Linked DNA regions of Danio rerio: region 1 is linked to region 2. A link is a contact called in public Hi-C data. All regions are on one chromosome and are shown on one strand. The core of a region is the stretch at or near the end of the contact, and the rest is flanking DNA. Distances in the headings are between cores, read along the strand shown. Region 1 overlaps arhgap12b (Rho GTPase activating protein 12b). Region 2 holds the start of tap2t (transporter associated with antigen processing, subunit type t, teleost specific).

Region 1 (6,723 bases), core at 2,550-5,049, 120 kb after region 2:
ATTTCTGAATAATTAATAGTGGGTTTTGGGGAGATGAGGGGAACCAATGAGAACACAGGGATCTGTATGGTTGCGGGACGCACCGTCTGCCGTAGTGGATTTGGGACTGCCATCAAAGCACACCGCCTGCAGGTTTTTTTAGACGCACACGCACACACTTACACACACACAGACACAAACATATATTCACTGCCACATTCATTGATTGTGATTGAGGCATATCTACTCATTTTCATAATTAGCTAATTTGCAATGTGGTCTTATGAGGATAGTTCACTCAAATATGAACTTCCTCATATGAATGCATCTGACTTGCTTTCTTCTCTGAAAATCTGTGGGATTCAAAACAACGTTGTGTCCTACTGACCGTAATTTTGGGCAGCAAACAGAAAAACACTGAAGCATTCATCAAAATATCTTCATTTGTTATTGGATGGATGCATATTAGGTAGATTGATATTGGATGAATTATAACTGATTGATTAATGGAAGGAAGAATACATGATGGATGGACGATGGATATAATTATGTTTGATAGGTGGATTTGTGATTCAATGATTGGATGGATTCTAGATTAATGAACGGAAGATAGATGGATGATTGATATGTGGATGGATAACTGAATGATTTGTTGGATGGGTTATTGATAGAAGGATGAATATACATATGTCAATAAATGGTAGATGATGGGTGGATTGTATGTGAATAAAAAGATGATAGATGAATAATAATAGATGGATGATGGATAGATGAATGATTGATATGTGGATGGATGGTTGAGTGGAGGAATGAATGATTTGTTGGATGGGTTATTGATGAATGAATGAAAGGGAAATAGTCATGATAGATGGATCATAGATAGATTGATGGCTGGATGAATGATAAATGATGGGTTGATGAAAGATGACTGGGTGGATAATAGATGAATAATAATAGTGGATATTGGATAGATTGATGGATGAATAATAGATTAATGTAGGGAAGATAGATGGATGATCGATATGTGGATGGGTTATGGATGGAAGGATGAATGGACATGTTAGATGGATCATAAATAGGTTAATGGGTGAATAAATGGTAGATGATGGGTGGATGGTATGTAAATGAATATATGATAGATTAATAATAATAGGTGGATGAATTGATTTAGATGAATAATTAATTTATATGTGGATGAATAAATGATTGGATAGGTTATTGATAGAAGAATGAAAGGGGAAGAGTCATGATAGATGGATCATATGTAGGTTCATATGTTGGATGAATAATAAACGATGGGTTGATGGAAGACGAATGGATATGATAGATGAATAATAATAATAGGTGGATGTTGTATAGACTGGATGGATGTATTATAGATTAATATATGGAAGGCGGATGGATGATTGATATGTGGATGGATAGATGGATGTACAAGTTTATGTTTGGATTAATAGACGGATGAGAAGACAACAGTTGTGATCTCTCAAGGACACTACATACCCCCCTACCCCCCGCACCTCAGCTTCTTACCAGGTTATAATAGTCTCCAGATTGTTGGGCAGTGCTTTTTGGTTTTCGGCAGGTTTTAAATGGTTTTTGGGCTGGAATTAGTCCGCTACATCTGGCAACACTGAGCGCTTTACTAACAGAGAGAGAGAGAGAGAGAGGAAAAAACATTACCTGATGGATCGTTGGTAATATTTCCGCAAGATGACCATGTCGCAGTTTAGCAAAATTAATTCACGCCTAGCTCCTGAAGTGACGTGCGATGCATTAAAACATTGTTTTCCAGCCGCATCTGCACTTTATTCTCGAAATGTATAGTTTGTCTAAAGTGATGTATACAAACTATATAGTATACTATGAACAGGGATACAATCAGTCAGCGCAGTCGTAGCTCCATAGTTAAAAGCGACATTTTGTGTCTGCCGGTTTGTTTAATTGCAGGAGTTCCATTTATGTTTTTCCCACATGTTAATTCTGACCAATCGATAAGCAGTTAAGCTATGCTCGATAAGCTATCTTCAACAACATCTGGCTAATGAGTGATGTGGATTTTGTCACATGACTTCATTTTGGTTCTTTTCATCTGGTTCGGACCAAAGCCAGCAGTGTGGTGTGAAAACGACCCAAAGACGGCGGAAAATGCTACAATGCATCATTTATTGCCCTTGGTCCGGACCAAATGAAGCGAACTACAGATGTGAAAGCACCCTAAGTTGATTTTTTTTTAATAAATCCTTGTTTTCTGGATCCCCACTTTAAGTGTTTTGTTTGGGTCCTCAACTGCCCCTGTGACTTAGTGTTTCTGCTCACCAGTCTCAGGGTGCTTTCACACTAGCACTTTTGGTCCGCACCCGGGTTCGATTGACATCATAGTACAGTACGTTCAGCTAGTGTGAACGTGTCTACTGAACTCGGATGCGCACCTGTGAACCGTACCCGAGTCCGCCTGAAAGAGGTCGTCTGGGGTACGATTCATGCAAACTCTGGTACGGTTCACTTCTGATGTGATTGCAATCGTACCAAATCACGGAAGTGAACCGCCAACTGTACAACAAACTATCATTTTCATAACGTTCGTTCGTGTTTGTGTGTGTGTGTCACATTTTTGCGGCAGATGGACGCGAGTCGCTTTCTGTATGTCCGAAACCAAAAGCTTCAGTAAAAGCTGAATGACCGCGATGTGCCGAAGTCTTTCCAGCGTACAGGGGTTCAGAAGGAAAAAAGACAGTGTGAACACAAACCAACCGAGGAGGTGGCAGGGGGAGACAATCGATCTTGGGTACGGTCCAGGCAAATGAACCAAGTGTGAAAGCACCCTCAAAAACAGAGACCTGGATTCAACACCCGTTCGTGACAAGGATGAAAGGGGAATACACAAATGTTAGATGGATCATAGTTAGGTTGATGGGTGGATGAATGATAAATGATGAGCGGATGGAAGGTGAGTGATGAGGGAAGATGAATAATAGGTGGATAGATGGAAGATGGATTATTGGTAGGTGGTGGATTGATGAAGGAAGATTGGATGGTTGGATGGATTATCGATAGAAAGATGAAAGGGAAATGGACATATGTTAGATGGATTATACAGGTTGATGGGTGGACGATAGATAAAATAGGTGGATGTGAGACAAATCGATTATTGAATAGTTGATTGGATGGATAGACAATGGTTAGGTGGACGATTGATTGTTGGGGATTGTTGGTTGGATTATAGATAATTGAAGAATTAATGAATTGATGATGTGTAGATGGATGGATATTTCTTTCAAAATATAGCTGAAGATTAAAAATAAAACCATTATTTACAATTAGCTTTTACCTTTACCTACAGTACATTGCAGTTACACCCATTTTGTCCGACATCTGTTAGAGTGCTTGAGTGAGGAGAGTGTACAGATGTTCTTTATGCTGCTCTGACAGATGGCTCATATTCTCATTGAGTGCTGTACAAACGGCCAGCATCAGCGATGAGCACAGGAGGTCTGTTTGTGTATGTGTGGGATCACGCCGCATTAGACTGTGTGCGCCCAAGACCTAAAGGTTAATTGGTTGACTCTCCATCAGAGTTTGAGCACTGCTGAAGTAGCTGAGCTGTGAAATGGTGCTCAAATTTTCCATAAACTTTGCTGTCTGCTACTAAATCAGCTTCCTGGAGCCACACTTATTGATTCGTTTGTGTGTTTGTGTGGTTGTGTCGTTCTCGACACAGTTGCATTAGATGCTGTGGTCTCGTAGTGTAGATACAGACAGACCCTCGGGGGCTCTGGGGGATGTGGCTGTGTGGCTCTGCATATGTCACAGATGTGCTAATGTGTGGCTGAGCGGATGCATCCTGACTGCAGGCGGTCAGATGGAAATGTAGGTTACACTGGTCATCCATACTCAGTCCAGGAGGAAAAGAGTGAGTCTGTCTTTGTGTAAGGGGTAGTGTCTGCGGTCTTTGTGAGAAAAGGAAGCAATGTTATTTTTATAACCATGCATTGTAAAAAAAAATCTTCCTAGCGTAATTTTTTTGTTGAATCAAATGAACTTTTTGTCATTAGGGCTGGGCGATTCATTAAAAAATAATCGAAGTTGTCATTCACAACCTATAATTGATTGAATTTTTCCAGGTCGATTACTTTCCTTACAACATGACCCCACACCGTTATGTTATTCCGCCAACGTGTCGATGCTGGACATCTTAAAAACTAAGAAAGTAACACGAGCAGCTTGTACCATAGAAAAATGCATATTTACCGTACAAAAACTATTAGCAAAAAAATTAATAAAATAATCGACATTGAGCTAAAACGTTCAATTAACCGAGATTTAGATTTTAGGCCAAAACTCTGATCCCTAGTTGTTGACTAAACATAAATAAAAGTAAATAAAAATAAAAATATTACATTTAACTTAATTTAATTTAACTTAATTTAATAAGTTAATCAGGTTTCGATAATTTTTTTAGCTGTATATAGTTTAAGTAATGTAAAAACATTCGTTCTCATGACTTTTTGTCATATAATATTTTTTACAGTTTATTTATAATTTAAGTAGAGTTGTTTTTTTTCATCCGAAACATCCTGTGACGTGTATTTATGTGTTTATTTATTATTTATTTCAATAAATCTTTTGTAAAGCAGCTAGCTTTCATATTGTGCTCACATTTGAGAGATTGAGTAATTTTCTTGGTGATTTCCCAAGTGTCACATGTTTCAGTTTTACTTTAAGTAAATTACTCTGTGCTTGATGTTAATAAAAATAAATGTTTTTTAGGACTGCGGTCTGGGTTGTTCTCTGACATATCAAAACTTGATTCTCTATTCAGTTGAGTATACAGTTGAAGTCAGAATTATTAGCCCCCCTAAATTATTAACCCCTTAATTTTTTTTCAACACATTTCTAATCATAATAGTTTAATAACTCATTTCTAATAACTGATTTATTTTATCTTTGTCATGATGACAGTAAATAATATTTGTCTAGATATTTTTCAGGACACTTCTATACAGCTTAAAGTGACATTTAAAGGCTTAACTAGGTTAATTAGGTTAACTAGACAGGTTAGGGTGATTAGGCAAGTTATTGTATAACGATGGTTTGTTCTGTAGACTATTGAAAAAATATATAGCTTACAGGGGTTAATAATATTTACCTTAAAACGTTTTTTTTTTTTTTAAATAAAAACTGATTTTATTCTAGCCCAAAATAAAACAAATAAGACTTTCTCCAGAAGAAAAAATATTATCAGACATGTGAAAATTTCCTTGCTCTTTTAAACATCATGTGAGTAATATTTAAAAAAAGAAAAAAAATCATAGTGGGGCTAATAATTCTGACTACAACTGTATATACATTTAATACAAAAGTTTTAAGTATTTCTAGAAAAGAAGAGCAAACTTTAGTTTAGAAATAGTGAAATAACAAAAAGTAATTTATAGCCATTAATTTGTATATTAATGTAAATGTCTTTATGTTTGTTTTAAATTCCAGGTAAATGTGGGAAAATGTGAACAGAACCCACCTCTCCAGTATATCGAATATTGATGAAAGATTGATTCAAGATCAGTTAATTTCATGAATTTAAATGGCACCTATTTTACCCCTTTTACAAGATGTAAGATAAGCCATTGGTGTCTCCAGAATGTGTCTGTAAAGTTTCAGCTCAAAATACTCATCAGATCCAGAATCTGCCCACTTTGCTGTCTGAGTATACTGTAGCTGTTTTTGCAGCCTGTGGCTTTAAATTTGATTGAGCTGCTTTTTCACACCCACCGTTACTATGTGTGTCTGCTTCTCATCATGCATTACGTCAGATAAACAGCAGTCGGTGACAGAGAAAGACTCGGATGAAGCTGAAATACAGTTCATAATCAAAAATACTAAGTAAGTTTATTTGATGTATTTGTGGTGGAGTTTATTCAAGCCTTTCTGAAATGATGAGTTTCACATAAATGCAGTACACACACATAATAGCGTTTACTGACACCATGTGGTTGTGGTGAGATGGAACAAATATTTGAATCCCAGTTTATTTGCAAAAAAAGTTCTGTGGATATGTGTATACATGTTATTATGGAAACATGGCGGCTGTCAATCAATTCGGTGGGTAGGGAAAACCGCACTGTTGCAGTGGGCCTTGAAATCACTGGGATTTGGGTCCTATTTTAACGTCAGGAAATTAAAAAATATATATTTTTGTTGAGGCTATATCACTCCACTATGACAGTGGACACACTATACATGCACACAGTTCTGACCAAACAGCTTAATAAAGTAAATCAGTTTTGAATTAATGTCACGTTATGCAACTTAAAAGACATTGGTTTTGTTTTGTTTTAGGTTCAGAATTAAAAGCATGAATGCCAAACACCAGGCATAAATGCAGGATTTTATTTATTTATTATTTTTTATTTTTTTATTTTACACTGAACTGTGAACTTTTTAGTGTATTTTTTGTGGAAAATATCCTAAAGCATACATGCAAGCGTATCCATAGAAACATCTCAAGAAAAAAAGAATCGTGACCTTATTCAAGTTTTCAATCTCACTTGTCTTTCTTTGTTTTTCTCTCTCTGCGCTGTACCTTATTCACACTCACTCTGTTATGTAACCATCTTAGAGAGTACTGTATGTCACAGCTTAGCACACAAGGCCTTTAAGTAACTCTGTTCATGGCATGCATAACCTTAATGGACCCTCTCTGGAATACTCCATTTTGATTGGTCAGTAATGGCATTTTGCAGTCCA
Region 2 (6,138 bases), core at 1,353-3,852:
CAAAATATTATAAATCTTTTAAAAAATAAAATATATTGTTTTCAAAAACTAAAAAAAGTTTTAGTTTTTACCCCGACATTTAAAAAAAGTGTATTTTAGAGCAGTAATCACAACACTGTGGTACCGTGATATTTTTATTCAAGGTCATCTTACTGTCAGAATCTTATACCAGCCCATGCCTTGCGATATTGCAGCTTCATATCACACTACTGCACATTAAAATTTACACTGGTAGCAAAATCTGATGGGTAGCATATTGTGTTATCTACCTACTTTTTGAATGGGAGGTAGGAAATTCTGACAAGGTAGGACAAAATGAAAGAACACTGGAACTATCTGTTTTATAAGATAATATAGTTTCTTCTATCTAGTTAAAAGAAAAACCTTGTGCATTAAAAAAATCAAGGATTAGTTCAGATAAATTAGGATAAAGACTCACACAGTGCCGCCAAGCTGAGGAAGATAAAAGCAGCTCCTAGATAAAGATAATCAAGCCTGGAGTAGCGAATGACCCTCATTAAAAGTGCTCTGGCCTCTTCATCTTTCTTCTGGTTTCTGCCACCCTTAGATGATCCACCATGTGGGAAGGCCATTTCCCACACCATATAAATGAGGATCGACGTAGCAGAGCTGAGAATCACCATACCAGGATCAGGAACAGGATTGAAGCCCCTCAGGGTGCCATCCAGCAATATCTGCATACTGTCGAACACTGGAGGTAAGAAGCTCAACAGTGCGACCCAGCGCTTCAGGAGAGGTTTAAGGTTGCTTTCTGGGACAAGTGTGCTCAATAAATAAAGCCCGGCGAAGGTGATGGTCCTGAGAGCCCACAGGCACCATAGATCTAGACTGCCCTCTCCATCCAGCCACAGCAGTATCGCCCATACACAAGCCCAGAAGAGAAGATCACAGAACAGCAGACAGAAGTGGACCAGGACAACCCTGGAGACGCTGACATGAGCCTGATCTGAATCCATCTTAAACCTGATGCAAAAGATAAACCATGATCCAATCTAGTTTACTGCGAACATTGTTAAGAATTTGGGTTAAATACGACCTGTGGATTGTTGTGGCAAAACAAAAATCTATGTCAAAAATCTATTTTGACTATAAAGGTTTAAGGCAAAGGTCTCAAACTCAATTCCTGGAGGGCTGCAGCTCTGCATAGTTTAGCTCATAGGTCTCAAACTCAAACGGTTTTGCTCCAACCCTCATCAAACACACCTGATACAACTAATCAAGGTGGTCGAGTCTACTCTTGAACACCTTAATTAGTTGGATTAGGTGTGTTTAAATAGGACTGGAGCAAAACTGTGCAGAGCTCCGGCCCTCCAGGAATTGAGTTTAAGACCTTTGGTTTAGCTCCAACAACCTTCAACTCACACCTGCTTAATAGTCTCTAGTAGTCTTGAACATCTTGACTAGTTGGATTGGCTGTGTTTGATTAGGATTGAAGCAAAACTGTGCAGAACTGCAGCCCTCCAGCAATTGAGTTTGAGACCTATGGTTTAAGGTAAAGATTAAAGTGAAAATAGACATGTTGCACACTAATCAGGCAGAGCACAATAAATGTGCCAAATGTAGAATGTTAAACCTGCAAGTAATGTATTTCATTGTTGTATTTGTAATGTAAGTAATGTATTAAAAAGTAATGTATTGTATTATATTGTTGTTTGTAATTGTATTGTTTTGGTAGCAGTATTTGTAAAGTGACGATTGCGGTGGGTAATCAAAATAGTTTGAGTTAACCATTAAAGTGTTGTTTTTATTTTTAGATCGTCATGATACAATGTTAAAATGTCATGTGGTTCTAACTTTTTAAACATAATGAATAGCATAGCCTGCGTGGTTATAATCACAATTTTTGCATGTATAAGGTCTAAAAATAAATATTGTTTCACTGAAGTACATTGACCAGATTGCCTTCCATATACAAAAATGTAAACAATACAAAAACACATATATCATAAATCACTATTCAGCTAAAAAAAATCGGTCAGTCCTATTCCAGCATATCAAAAGAGAAACATGTCACCAATTAATGGAAACTGGACAAATGTATCTGCTTTCAGTTTCTCCTTGCCTCACTGTTAACTTTGTGCTGTTATGGCCTTACCTATTTAGGTTTTTGACATATGACACAAGAAAGGTTTAAGTTAGTAATATTGCGATTACAAAGGTTTAAAACTCCTGATGTAAATCAGTTCATGGTTGACATTAGGCAGTCTGGTATCTGAGACCACCTGAAATAAAATAAAAAAACGGAACCAAGCAACTTTAACCAAACTAAAGGCTGTTGACCAGCTTAGGCTGCTTATAGATGTTTTCAGCAGCATGAATCTTTCGAACTGTAAATAAATCTGAAGATAAAAGCAATAAACAGAGTATAGATTTAGTCTGCTTACCATCTGTTGTCCTCGTTGCATTTTGTCTCAGGATCACTTTTGGTTTCACTTTCGCAGCTGTGGGCGACGTCAGATCCGTTTTCAGCTTCAGTATGAGTTAAATAGCAAGATACTTCTTAAAAACGACTTACAGTAGGTTCATAGTTTGCTTAAGACGAGGCAGTTTGCACACAACACGTTCATTTCTGTATATACTGCGTATGACGTTTCATGACGATGTTTTTCGTCGTCGACCAAATGGCTGCTGTTCCTCAAGTCACCGGCAGAGCGCGCTGTTTAACAAACAACACGAGTCTTGAGTGTCATTTCAGCTTTAAAGGGACAGAAGCGGCGAGAACAAAACATCTCACCAGATTAAGACCCTGTCACGGCCATAAAAACATCTGCAATGTGAACAAAACGAAGATGGATGGCCAACAGCATCAAAACTAAACTGCTTTGTTTTTTTTTGTTTTTTTTTTTGCACTAGGAGTGGCGTAAATTCAGGTATTTTGCAATATAAAACACATGGTTATATTAATATCAATAATATCCTTTTTACTACATAAATATCAGTTTTACAGTCTTTAGAAAAATATTCAACACTATTTAATTATATAAATCAAACATATAAACCATAAAATAATGAAAATATATAATAATAAAATAAAAAACACATAAATTAAATACAATAATCACATTATTAAAAAAATATTAGAAAAAAAAGTCAGGACAAAGCCCAAGATCACAACAGGGCTACACAGTACATCAAATATTGATTAGAAAGATTAAAAAAATATAATATAATATAATAAATATAATATAATATAATATAGTATAATATAATATAATATAATATAATATAATATAATATAATATAATATAATATAATATAATATAATATAATATAATATAATATAATATAATATTACTGTAAAAAATTCTGGTAGGCCTAAATTTTTAAGTTGAATCAAATTAATTATATGAGTCCATTGGACTTATATTATGTTAAAATGACTTAAAACCGTGTGTGTAACTTATAAAGTTCAGTTAGAACATGATTAACTTTGTTAACAGTGAGTTAAATTAATTTTAGTTACAATGAACTAAAAACATATGCTGTCAGGACTGATCATATAATTTTTAACAGTGTATCATAAACTTTGCATCTTTTTATTTTGGAAAAAAATGGTCAAGTTTACCTCCCCATAATCAGAAATTGTGCTCTGCATTTAACACATCCAATTGCGCGCACACACACACACACACACACACACACACACAAACACATACACACAAGCAAACAAACACACACACACACACACACACACACACACACACACACACACACACACAGTAGTTAACACACACACATCATGAACACAAACACCTAAAAACAGGTGTTTTGGAATAAGTTGTTAATTTTTTTTATTAAAAGGCTGATAAGTTACGGTTTATTTTATTTATTTATTTATTTGTTTGTTTATTTATTTATTTAATATAAAAAAATGCACAAAATGACAGTCAAAAAAAATCTAACGTTTTCCTTTTTAAGGGACTGAAAAGTATTATGTTTACAAATGGGTTGAAAAAAATCTTCTCTCCAAAACAGAAAACACATAAGCTGAAACATAATTCTTCTTGAAATTAATTAAAAAAAAAAAAAAAAGACTTTTCTTCAGTCGATAATTTCTTTATTCATCTTTAGTAATAAATTTAAACTAAGTACAGAAATAAACTTTTATGTTGTTGTTGTTTTTTGCTGCAAATATATTGTATTACACTTTGTGATAAAAATGATAGTCTGTCAGTGTCCTTTCTGCTTTCAGATATGCTTTGGCAAAGTAACAAAACAACAATGAAACTATGGCAAGACCACTATCAGTTTACATGAGGAGTTTACAAAAATCAGCAAATGAAATGTGACACTCTGTATTCAGCAGTAAAGTTACAATTCATGACACTCGATTTCAATGTGCTTCAGTTCAAACCCCTGTACAAATCCAAAACACACAATCAAACACCCCAAATGGTACATGTTGAAAACTTCTCATACAAAAAGCACATTGTTTTAAAATCATCTTGGTTAAAGAATATTGGTATTGGTGTAGCCCATGTGCAACAATAGCAAAGCAGTTTGTTATCCAGTACCTTTCCTACCCTTTAGAAACAACTGGACCAAAGACATCAAATCATCCTTTTAAGGGTCAGGTCTTTTAGTGCACTATAAAACAACACAGTGTGATATACTGTAGGTATGGAAAAAAATAAGAGACCATATGAAATATTTACTAGGTTTATTATGTTTGGATAAAACATATGATATTAAGGTTATTCTATTATTATGTATTTAAACATTTAATATTAATATAGTAGATATAAACATATCTGGAAAAAAGGCACTTTTTATGTACAAAAAGGCTCTAAATGACAGCATTTGTATTTAAAAGTTGGTATAAATGTTGTCAGGCCTTCATTTTTAAATTTCCTGACGTTAAAATAGGACCCAGTGATTTTAAGACCTACCGCAACGTGATGTAAAATGTGTGTGTACTGCAAAAGGCATTTGTGTGAGACTCATCATTTCAGAAAGGCTTGAATTAACTCAACCACAAATACATAAAATAAACTTGCTTCATATTTTTGACTAATGAGCTGGATTTCAGCTTCATTCGAGTCTGTCTCTGTGCTGTTTATCTGATGCATGATGAGAAGCAGACGTGTGAACAGAGGGCGGGGAGAATCAGCTCGTTTGCATTTATATCACAGGCTACAAAAACAGCTACACTGTATTCAGCCAAAATAAATAAGCACCAAAATGGGCCAATTCTGAAGGCTATAATAAATAATCTAATAGGTATTTTGAGCTGAAACTTTATAGACACATTCTGGAGACACCAAAGGCTCTTAAATCGTGTAAAAGGGATAAAATAGGCACCCTTTAAATGGTCTCTTATTTTTTTTCCATTTATTGTTGTACATCTTTCAAAAGTTTGGGGTCAGTAAGCTATTAGTTATAAGTTATTAGCACTTTTTTCAGCAAGATACATTAATTAATGCTGTGTTTTAACTTTTAAACCTTGTAACGTTTTAATGAAAAAAATTAAATCACACTTACTACCAAAATATTAAGCAGTAGGACCTGATAATAAAAAAAGAAATTAGATGTAAGATCATGAGATTCTGGAGCTGAAGACTCACTGGACATAATACCTTTTATCTTTGCCATGATGACAGTAACTAATATTTTACTAGATCTTTTTCAAGACACTTCTATGCAGCTTAAAGTGACATATAAAGGCTTAATTTGGTTCATTACGTTAATTAGGCAGGTTAGGGTAATTAGGTAAATCATAGTATAATGATGGTTTGTTCTGTAGACTATCGAAAAAAAAGTTGCTTAAAGGGGCTAATAATTTTGACCTTAAAATGGTGATTAAAAAATTAAAAACTGCTTTTATTCTAGCTGGAATAAAACAAATAAGACTTTCACCAGAAGAAATATATATGTACTATATATAGTAATCACTATAAACAAATATTTCACAATATTACAATACAACTGTTTGGATTAATCATTTGCAACAAAATAAAACAATCTTACAGACCCCAAACTGTTCAAAAGTAATATAACTGGCAAATATTGAGGAAACTGGATTTTATAGGCATGAGGTGAAACATTTCCTGCCTTCAAATAGCTTAATTTCCTGGCAAAGTAACTTTCTTAGGACAGAAATAATGAAGACAGCATTAA

Evidence for each region. A called contact is a pair of places that touch in the nucleus more often than the background predicts.
Region 1: a contact with region 2 is called in a Hi-C map of skeletal muscle, with 4 times the contacts expected there. The contact joins the enhancer-like site here to the promoter of tap2t in region 2. A contact is called at or near these places in 4 of 18 Hi-C or Micro-C datasets (caudal fin, embryo, hematopoietic stem cells and 1 more) and 1 of 4 datasets of contacts at active chromatin or transcription factors (caudal fin).

What each region holds. Positions count from the first base shown.
Region 1 is chr12:28,479,047-28,485,769 of GRCz12tu, forward strand. All of the region lies in intron 2 of arhgap12b (Rho GTPase activating protein 12b), which reads left to right. Among named protein-coding and RNA genes, the nearest start is that of arhgap12b, 60 kb to the left of the region's middle. Within about 2 kb of position 3,800, at least 7 of the 62 cell types and tissues checked have an H3K27ac peak or open chromatin away from gene starts, as enhancers often do.
Region 2 is chr12:28,357,133-28,363,270 of GRCz12tu, forward strand. It overlaps tap2t (transporter associated with antigen processing, subunit type t, teleost specific), which reads right to left and starts at 2,603. Exons shown (of 13, transcript XM_009306749.5): 1 at 2,406-2,603; 2 at 440-1,021. The coding sequence starts at 977. slc16a5a (solute carrier family 16 member 5a) reads right to left here. Exons shown (of 5, transcript XM_021480337.3): 5 at 4,266-6,138.